Linked DNA regions of Neogale vison: region 1 is linked to region 2. Evidence: chromatin contacts called from public Hi-C data. All regions are on one chromosome and are shown on one strand. The core of a region is the stretch at or near the end of the contact, and the rest is flanking DNA. Distances in the headings are between cores, read along the strand shown.

Region 1 (3,923 bases), core at 279-2,778, 550 kb after region 2:
GCAGCAGTATGACCCTGAGCTTTCTGAGCGACAGGGTTTGTGTTTACAGTGCATGGGACAGAAGAGCAACAAAAACCACCCCCATTCCCCACCAAGCTTGCTTGCTGTCCGGGAGGAACAGGAGTGTGGGATCACACTTTGTTTATTTGTGGTTCTTTTAAGTGATGTCCAGAGACCCACATTTCATGCTTGTTTGAAAGTGTATATGTAACTGGGGAAGCTGTTAAACAGCAGTTTGCTTTCACTCCAGCTCTTCACTTACTTAGTTATATGCCAGCATGAAGTTCATTGAGCCATAATTCTTCACTGTGCCCTAAGATGGCCAGCCCTTGAGGCTGTCAGAGAGAAATCTGCATCTCAAATTGATAAATATTTTCCAGGACATTATATTTGGTTGCTTATATTTCAATTACCATGAGCTTTTTGTTTATTTTTTCAAAAGCTTTCTTTGATTGGTAATATGACTTACAAAAAAAAAAAAAGAGGGAAGAAAGAAAAATATCTATTTCAGAGAGAGGAAAAAAATACAAGTCATCCCAAAGTAAACCGAACTAAATTCCTTGAAAGTGCTGAAAACTGCTTTAGGATGTACAGATTCTAAAAAGTGAGAGAAAAGTAGTAATTCATAATCACTGCAAAGGTTTAATGTAATGCAGAAAAGTTTAGTTTAATTAGAGAGAAAAATCAAATAAGCTTAATAAAAAACATGTTTTTGCTATTTTGCATTGTGTATATTGGCAACAGCCAAAAAAAAAAAAAAAGCAACCAAAAAAACCTCTGTAAAGATAAATGCAATTTTAAATCAAGTGAAAACAAACCAGAAAGCTAGATGAAGATGACACCTCAAAGAAATGCTGCCTTCGCCACTCTTCTAAGAGAACTGACAACTGCGATCTACGAGCAACATTTTCTGGCTTGCAAAATGTTCCAAAATGCGCAGGCAGTGCAAGTGGTCTAACTCCTGGCACAACACCCACCAGGCGTTCGCTCAGAGATGAGGCCTTTTCCTTTGACTTCCTGGAGTGTTTCTGGGCAACACAATGAAGGCAAAAGCAGGATGACTTTGGAGGCCTTCTGTGGCAGGAAACTGCTGGCTTGAAACCTATCTTTTCACTCATCTCTCCTGTTCAGCTCTGTGCTCTGTAATTGGCAAAAGGGGTGGTGGGGGGGGGCTGGTACAAGGAAAGCCAAGTGGTTTCGGTCCATGAGAAAGCTGAGTTTTGCTCAGGGCCCTGAGCCACCTCTACCTTGCTCCCAGGAAAATGCCCACCAAAGACAGCCTCAAAAATCTGGATAGTTGTGGTCACTTCCTTGGCCACATTCTCATGTTCATTTTTGTAACCATCACTAGTAATCAGTCTTAAGAGATAAAAGTTTATTTAGAAACTCAGTCAGCAAGTTAACTGTGGTTTAAAGTGAATGGCTCCCTCTTCTCTCATTTTAGCCAGAGATTTACACCCCTTCCAAGTCGGCCCAGGTCTTATTTCTGTAACTGCACTAGAGAGTGGCTTGAGGTTGCCTCTTACAATAACAAACTCTATTTATACCTTGTAGGGCTGGGCCCAGGCAGTTAAAGCAACTTAGATCGAAACAGGCACCTAGAAAGCAGGAGCAGGCAGCATGGAGAGGCTTTAACCAAGACTCTCCCTCCTTTAAATAAGATAGCTTGGGCATTCTGACCATTCAGACCTCAGAGCTAATCTGTAATCCCACAGGACCTCCACATACTCTGGGTTCTGAGTTGTTTTAGGCATGAAGTCTCTTGAAATGTGGGCACAGTCTTATTACAAAGCATCTACTGTTAGGGACCCAAGAAACAGACAGAAATCCTTTTTCTGCTGTTGCTGCTGATCCTGATAGAAACAGGCATTATAACATATACCTCCGTGTCAGTCTTTATTCAAAGAAATCCCTCCCCCAATTCCAGATGTTGTACTGGAATTTGAATGTTGTACGCACATTGTTGTCACATACATAATACATATTAATATATTTTAACATGGGGTTATCAACCGTTATTCCTTTTCCTTATCAACATTCTTATCTTACCTAAATCCAGAATGTAGAAGAATAATTAATACAATGCATACATTTACAATGGAGCTTAGATAAGGTATCCTTGGCTTCATTCTCAATTAAAATGTCAAAGGTTAAGTAAATTGACATCTCCAGAGGAAGATGAACTACACTTCAATTTCATCTAGAATTGTAATACCAGCTCTTTCTGTAAAACAGCAGTTACAAAAATTTTTTCTCCACAAGCTGTTAAATGGCGCCCCCTTCCTGTCAGTGATGAATTGACAAAAAAGAATTAAATTGCATTTTAGCATCTCAAATTATTAGGGTCATATGGATTCCTCAGACACAATTTCATGTAGGGTCCTTCATCAGACATACAAAAAAGATTGCGATCCAGGCAACAAAAGAATCTTGTCACTTTAGTGAATTAGTTAAAAATATTTTCAGTAGATACTGTGCTAATCATGGGAGATAAATTCTGGTCCTGACTCTCAAGGAACTCAGAATCTCATAAGGAAGACTATAAGTAAACCAAGTAATACAATACAGGTCAACAAGTACTATATTTGATATGTGTACCAAGTGCTGTGATAAAAATAATAAGTTTGCCAGTGTAATTTAATGAGGGCTTCTTAGAGAAGGTAACGAGTAAGGTAGATAAGGAGAGATGTTAACTGTTGACAAAGCATACAAAGCAGGAAGAGAATGAATTCTGAGCAACCCAAATGGAATTTTAAACTCTTGACGGTCTGAAAGGGTGTAACAGAATGAGGACTGGGGACTTTAGGGTGGCAGCTGTGTAAGAACAATGTGGGTAAGTCAAAGAAGAAGGAATTAGGGATACATTCTAAAGACCTGATATGTCAAGCTGTGAAGTTTAGACTTCAGTCTAAAGGGGACAGGAGCCACAGAAAAGCTGTTAAATAGTGTAGTATGCACTGTTATTTTTCACCTCACCCCCTTTGATAACCTGGCCAATTACATATCTGTAGAACAATATTCACTGGCTTCTAAGTCTATGTTAAACCTTCCAGTATTTCAGAGGGATATTCTTTGCTCTACTTAGCCACCATATGAAAATGTTACAAATCCACAGCAGGAACAAAGCAGAAATAGTAGGATATGATCTATTGTTCTGGTGAGTCTTTGTACAAAAAAAAAAAAAAAAAAAAAAAGGTGAAAAGAGTATATATCATGGGATCTTTTGTGTAAAAAAAAGGAAGAGAAATTAGAAAACATATAAAAATATTATTATTATTGTATAAGGAAACATGGAGCAATTAACATAAACACTAAAATCTTGTACCTGCCATGGGAGCAACAGGAATGGAGGGGTAGTAATAATCCTCTGAGTACATACCTTTGTAGAGTTTAAATTTTGGAGCATAATAAATGTTCTATATTTTCAAAACTAAAATTCATGGGGGCGCCTGGGTGGCTCAGTGGGTTAAAGCCTCTGCCTTCAGCTCAGGTCATGGTCTCAGGGTCCTGGGATCCAGCCCCGCATTGGGCTCTCTGCTCAGCAGGGAGTCTGCTTCCCTCTCTCTCGCTCTGCCTGCCTCTCTGCCTACTTGTGGTCTCTCTCTGTCAAATAAATAAATAAAAATCTTTAAATTAAAAAATAATAATAAAATAAAATTCACAAAGACGGTGGGAAAAACTGCAAACTCAATGCAAAAAGAAACAAATAAATCCACTGTATTTAAAATGAAAAATCACTGAAGGAGAACAAAACAAAACAAAACAAAACACAAAACTAATGCTAGTGACAATAGAAGACAGTGCTATAAACACAGAACTTCAGTGTAGAGGAAATGAAACTACAAACAAACCTTGAACTCTCCTGAGCAGGGTTTTTTGTTTTTGTTTTTGTTTTTTCCCATAGTATTTTGGGTCCAAAAATT
Region 2 (3,864 bases), core at 881-3,380:
TAGGATCTCCTGTATCCTGTTTTCCTCTGTAGGCAGAGGTCAGAGTGAAGAACACATTATCGGGTATTTTGTGAAGACTTCTCTCTTTCTGTCCCTATCTGAGAAGCTGGAGCTTGGATGACAAGGAAGGAAACCCTCAAAGACGCAGCTTTGTGGAACGCCTGACAGAGAGTAGAATGGTGGTTACCAGGGGCAGGGGCTGGTGGAGAGAGAGCTGGGGAGATGTTATTTAAGGGTACAAACTTGCTATCAGTCTAAGTTCTAGAGAGCTACGACACAATATGGTGATTATAGGTCAATACCACATTATAAACTTCAAAGATGCTAAGAGACTAGACTGTAAGCATTCTCATCACCCACAAAAATGATAATTATACGGAGTGACAGAAGCGTTAGCGCTCTGGTGGTAATCGTATTGCAATCTGTAAATGTATCAAACCAACACCTTATGCACCTTAAGCTTACACATTGTTGTGTGTCAGTTACTTCTCAACAAAAAATTAAAAAAAAAATTTAAACATGCAGCTTTGACGCCAAGGAAAAGAGAGGGTCCTGCTATAATATTCTGTGAAGGAATTCGGATGGAAAGTCCTCCACAGAGGACTGGACTCTAATGGCTTGGGAGGAGGGGCAGAGGTAGGAAGTATGACGTGTTTCATGGTTGGGGTGAGGGGGAAAGGATCCACAGAAGCAGACTCCCTCTCCTCATTCCCATGGTTCTTAAGAAAGCCAGAACCAGAACCCGGGGAGCGACCACAGACTGACCAGCCATGGAGCGGGAAGGGTGGGCGCAGGGGTCCTGCTCTCCTCACCCAGCTGGCAACCTGGAGGCCAACTGGAAGGTCGGAGAAGAAAGAAAAGCTTCACAGATCCTGGCTCATCGTTTTTCCCAGGACCAGAAACTAATGGTGGTAGATAGTTGCCAAGGATTTCGGATTATTTAAAAAGAAAACAAAACAAAAACTCACAAATCTGGTTTTGGAGCAGGGAAAACCAGAAACCCCGTGGCGAAAGGGAATTCCTCTTTTGTTTGTTCCTTGGAGGCGCAAGAGTGTGCGTGGTTTTAAAGAGGGAAAGGCGAATTTCGTGACTCCCGTAAGAAAACTTAAGGGGGGAAAACCCACTTGTGGGTAAGATTCAATAGAACTGGATGTGGGAGTTTGGGAGGAACGGGTACCGGCAGATGCCACTTGCTCGCCAGCAGGTGGCGCGTTTTCTTTAGGATTGCTTCCCCGACTCTCTGGATAAAACTTCGGGGCCAGACCAGCTCTGAGTCCCTTCGCCGGAAATCGCTATGCAGATAATAACCCTCCCGTGTCTGGAAATGTTTAATTACCGCGAACGTTGATTCCTCCAGCGCCAACCGTCGCCGATGCAGCCTGTTAAAGACGCAGCGCCGCGGGTAGGGTAAGGTAATTCTCTTCCTCAGGGTTTCCCCCTGACGGTACAGAATTCAGTTAAAATAACTTTTCTTCATCATCCTCAGTTTGATTAGACACTGCTTCGTTCCTAATACATTGATTTCCACCTTTGGAGAAGAGGAAAAGTTCAGTAGTCTTAGAAGGTAGATGGGTTAAGTGTCTAAAATAATTCTGACAACTCGTATTTGTACAAAAAGTGTAAACTCGCTAGACCTTTTACACAGATTTTACACTTGCTCCTCACAATTCAATGCATCATCATCATTTCATTTTGCAGATGATGGTATGCCCCGGATTCGTGCAATTTCACATGAATATTCGTGCTTCACCCCTATTCTTCTTATATACCGGGGATAGATACATGCATATGTGTCGTGTTACACTTAGTAAGGTGACAGATAGTTACAGGATACTTACGGACTCATAAAGAACTTACGAAACGGGAACTGCCTAGAAAAACAGTTCACTTTCCCTTTCAGTTTTGATACTGTAACTTGTCTGTTGCTGTCACAATAAACACCCGCTCTTGGGTTCACCTGAGATCTATTCTCCGAAGACTCTAGAATTGTTTGTCCGTTATCAGAGTGTGTTATCTATACAAGTGTGTGTGGATGTCCTGTGTTACCTACCTCCCCTGCTTAACCACCCTCCCCACCAAGCTGGATTTTGACCTGATTGATCGTAATGGTTCCAGAGGAACTGTTGAGCCATTACAATCCATCATCTAAATGATTACAGAGGGATACCTAAATCTCCAGGTTATTTGAAAGCTCTGGGAGGGGGGCTCAAATGAGCAGAGCCCCAATTGTCCACAAAGTAGTTACAGGGGAGGCTTGCTTTGGAAGCAAAAACTCACAAGTGCTAAGTAAATTCCTTTCTTAAAAATGAGGTCATTTTTGTGTGACTGGGGAGTAGGGAGAAGTGGGGTTCTTTTTTTAAATCCAAAACACCCCAAAGCAACAGGGGCCACGTTCTAGTTAATTTTCTGGAAGCTGTTCAATTTTCACTCCGAAGACAGGCTGGGGCTCTTTCCTTCCCAGTAAGCAGGGGTTGGGAGAGGAGCTAGGATTGGGGCAGGGAGACCAACGGAGGCTGTCATTACCTCAATTGTGCCCGGAAAAGTTGGCGCGAGGGCTCGCTGCGGGGCTGGAAGCCATGCGGTCAAACACCCGGTGGCTCGGCAGCCCTGGCTATTGATTGATCCTCGCTGGACCCCACCAGCACTGGCGGGGTGTAACCCGGACCTGGAGGCCTGGCCGCTAGTGTGGGGACCTTTCCCCAAGGATGCTCAGTTCCAACGGAGACTGAGACCCCTTGGGCGCCCTCGGTTCCGCCCTGCTGGCGGTGGGCGGGCAGGAGAATCCGAGGGAGCCCTGGCGGGGTCTGCGGGCCGGTCTAGTGTCGGCGGGAGCCTGGAGGCTCGAAGTGAGCAGAAGCTGCAGCCGCGGGTTGGCCGGGTCCGCTGGCCACCGGGGAATGGGATGGATGTCCAGACAGGAGTTGCGGCACCTGCAATGCGTTCTGGGGCCATAGGAGGGGTTGGGTTCCAGATTCGGAGGACGTTTACTAAATTCCAAACATAATGTCCTTGTGAGTCCTAAATGAATCTGACCTTCCTAAGAAGCAACATGGAAGCCCTTAGGTGTCCTGGGTCCTGCCCTCCTCAAACCCGACAAGTCTGAGTCGGGGTGGCCCTAGTACTTCCACCTGCTTTAGGCTGATGGGTTTCTCCTAAATAGTCTGTGGGGGAGGGAATCCTCTGCTGTTCACCCTTGAATGAAGGGCAGAGGGGTTCTTAGCTTTCTGGGCTGCTTCTGCTCATCCTCCTCAGAGGAAACCAGAACCTGATTGGCTTCCAGGGGAGACTGAGTCCATGGTTTGTGGGTCACCCCCTTGGGAATTTGGATTGGGGTGCAGGACTCTTCGGTAACTAGCAAATCTTTTGTTTCATTTCTGAGGTTTCTGGGGTTGTTCAAAGTCAGAGCAACGTTCTAAGTGCTACTCCTACAAGGAGTATCTTCCAAGCCAGGTGTCTGAAACAGGTCCCAGCTGTGCCAGAGTCCCACAGCTCTCACCTTGTCTTGTCCTACCTTGCAGACCAGCTCCAGGGAGGCAGACAGAAGGCCTCTGGGAAGCAAAGCCAGAGCTGTTGGGCCATACGGAGCCAGCAGCCAGCTCCTACCTTGCATTCCCATCTTGCCCTACAGCTGCTTAATTCCAAGATTTGGCCTGAGTCCAAATCAGTTTTCCAGATACCCTGAAAAAAGTGACATCAGACAACCCAGTTGCATGGTCCTTTCTTTAGAATCCCTAAAGACACTCTCCCCAAGAGCTCTTCAGGGATCCTACTACCTGGAGATTTCTACAAGTCCTTGAAGAGTGTTGGCCAAGGGCCCTGATTCAGAAGTGGAAAGATGGGAGAAACACAGATACACTATGTGTT

The links. A called contact is a pair of places that touch in the nucleus more often than the background predicts.
Region 1: a contact with region 2 is called in a Hi-C map of fibroblasts, with 13 times the contacts expected there. The contact joins two enhancer-like sites. A contact is called at or near these places in 2 of 3 Hi-C or Micro-C datasets (fibroblasts and muscle).

What each region holds. Positions count from the first base shown.
Region 1 is chr8:130,375,298-130,379,220 of ASM_NN_V1, forward strand. No RefSeq gene overlaps it. Among named protein-coding and RNA genes, the nearest start is that of NT5C1B, 130 kb to the right of the region's middle. Within about 2 kb of position 1,529, the one cell type or tissue checked has open chromatin away from gene starts, as enhancers often do. A contact at or near this core is called in fibroblasts, where this site is marked.
Region 2 is chr8:129,825,556-129,829,419 of ASM_NN_V1, forward strand. No RefSeq gene overlaps it. Among named protein-coding and RNA genes, the nearest start is that of OSR1, 4.6 kb to the right of the region's middle. Within about 2 kb of position 2,131, the one cell type or tissue checked has open chromatin away from gene starts, as enhancers often do. A contact at or near this core is called in fibroblasts, where this site is marked.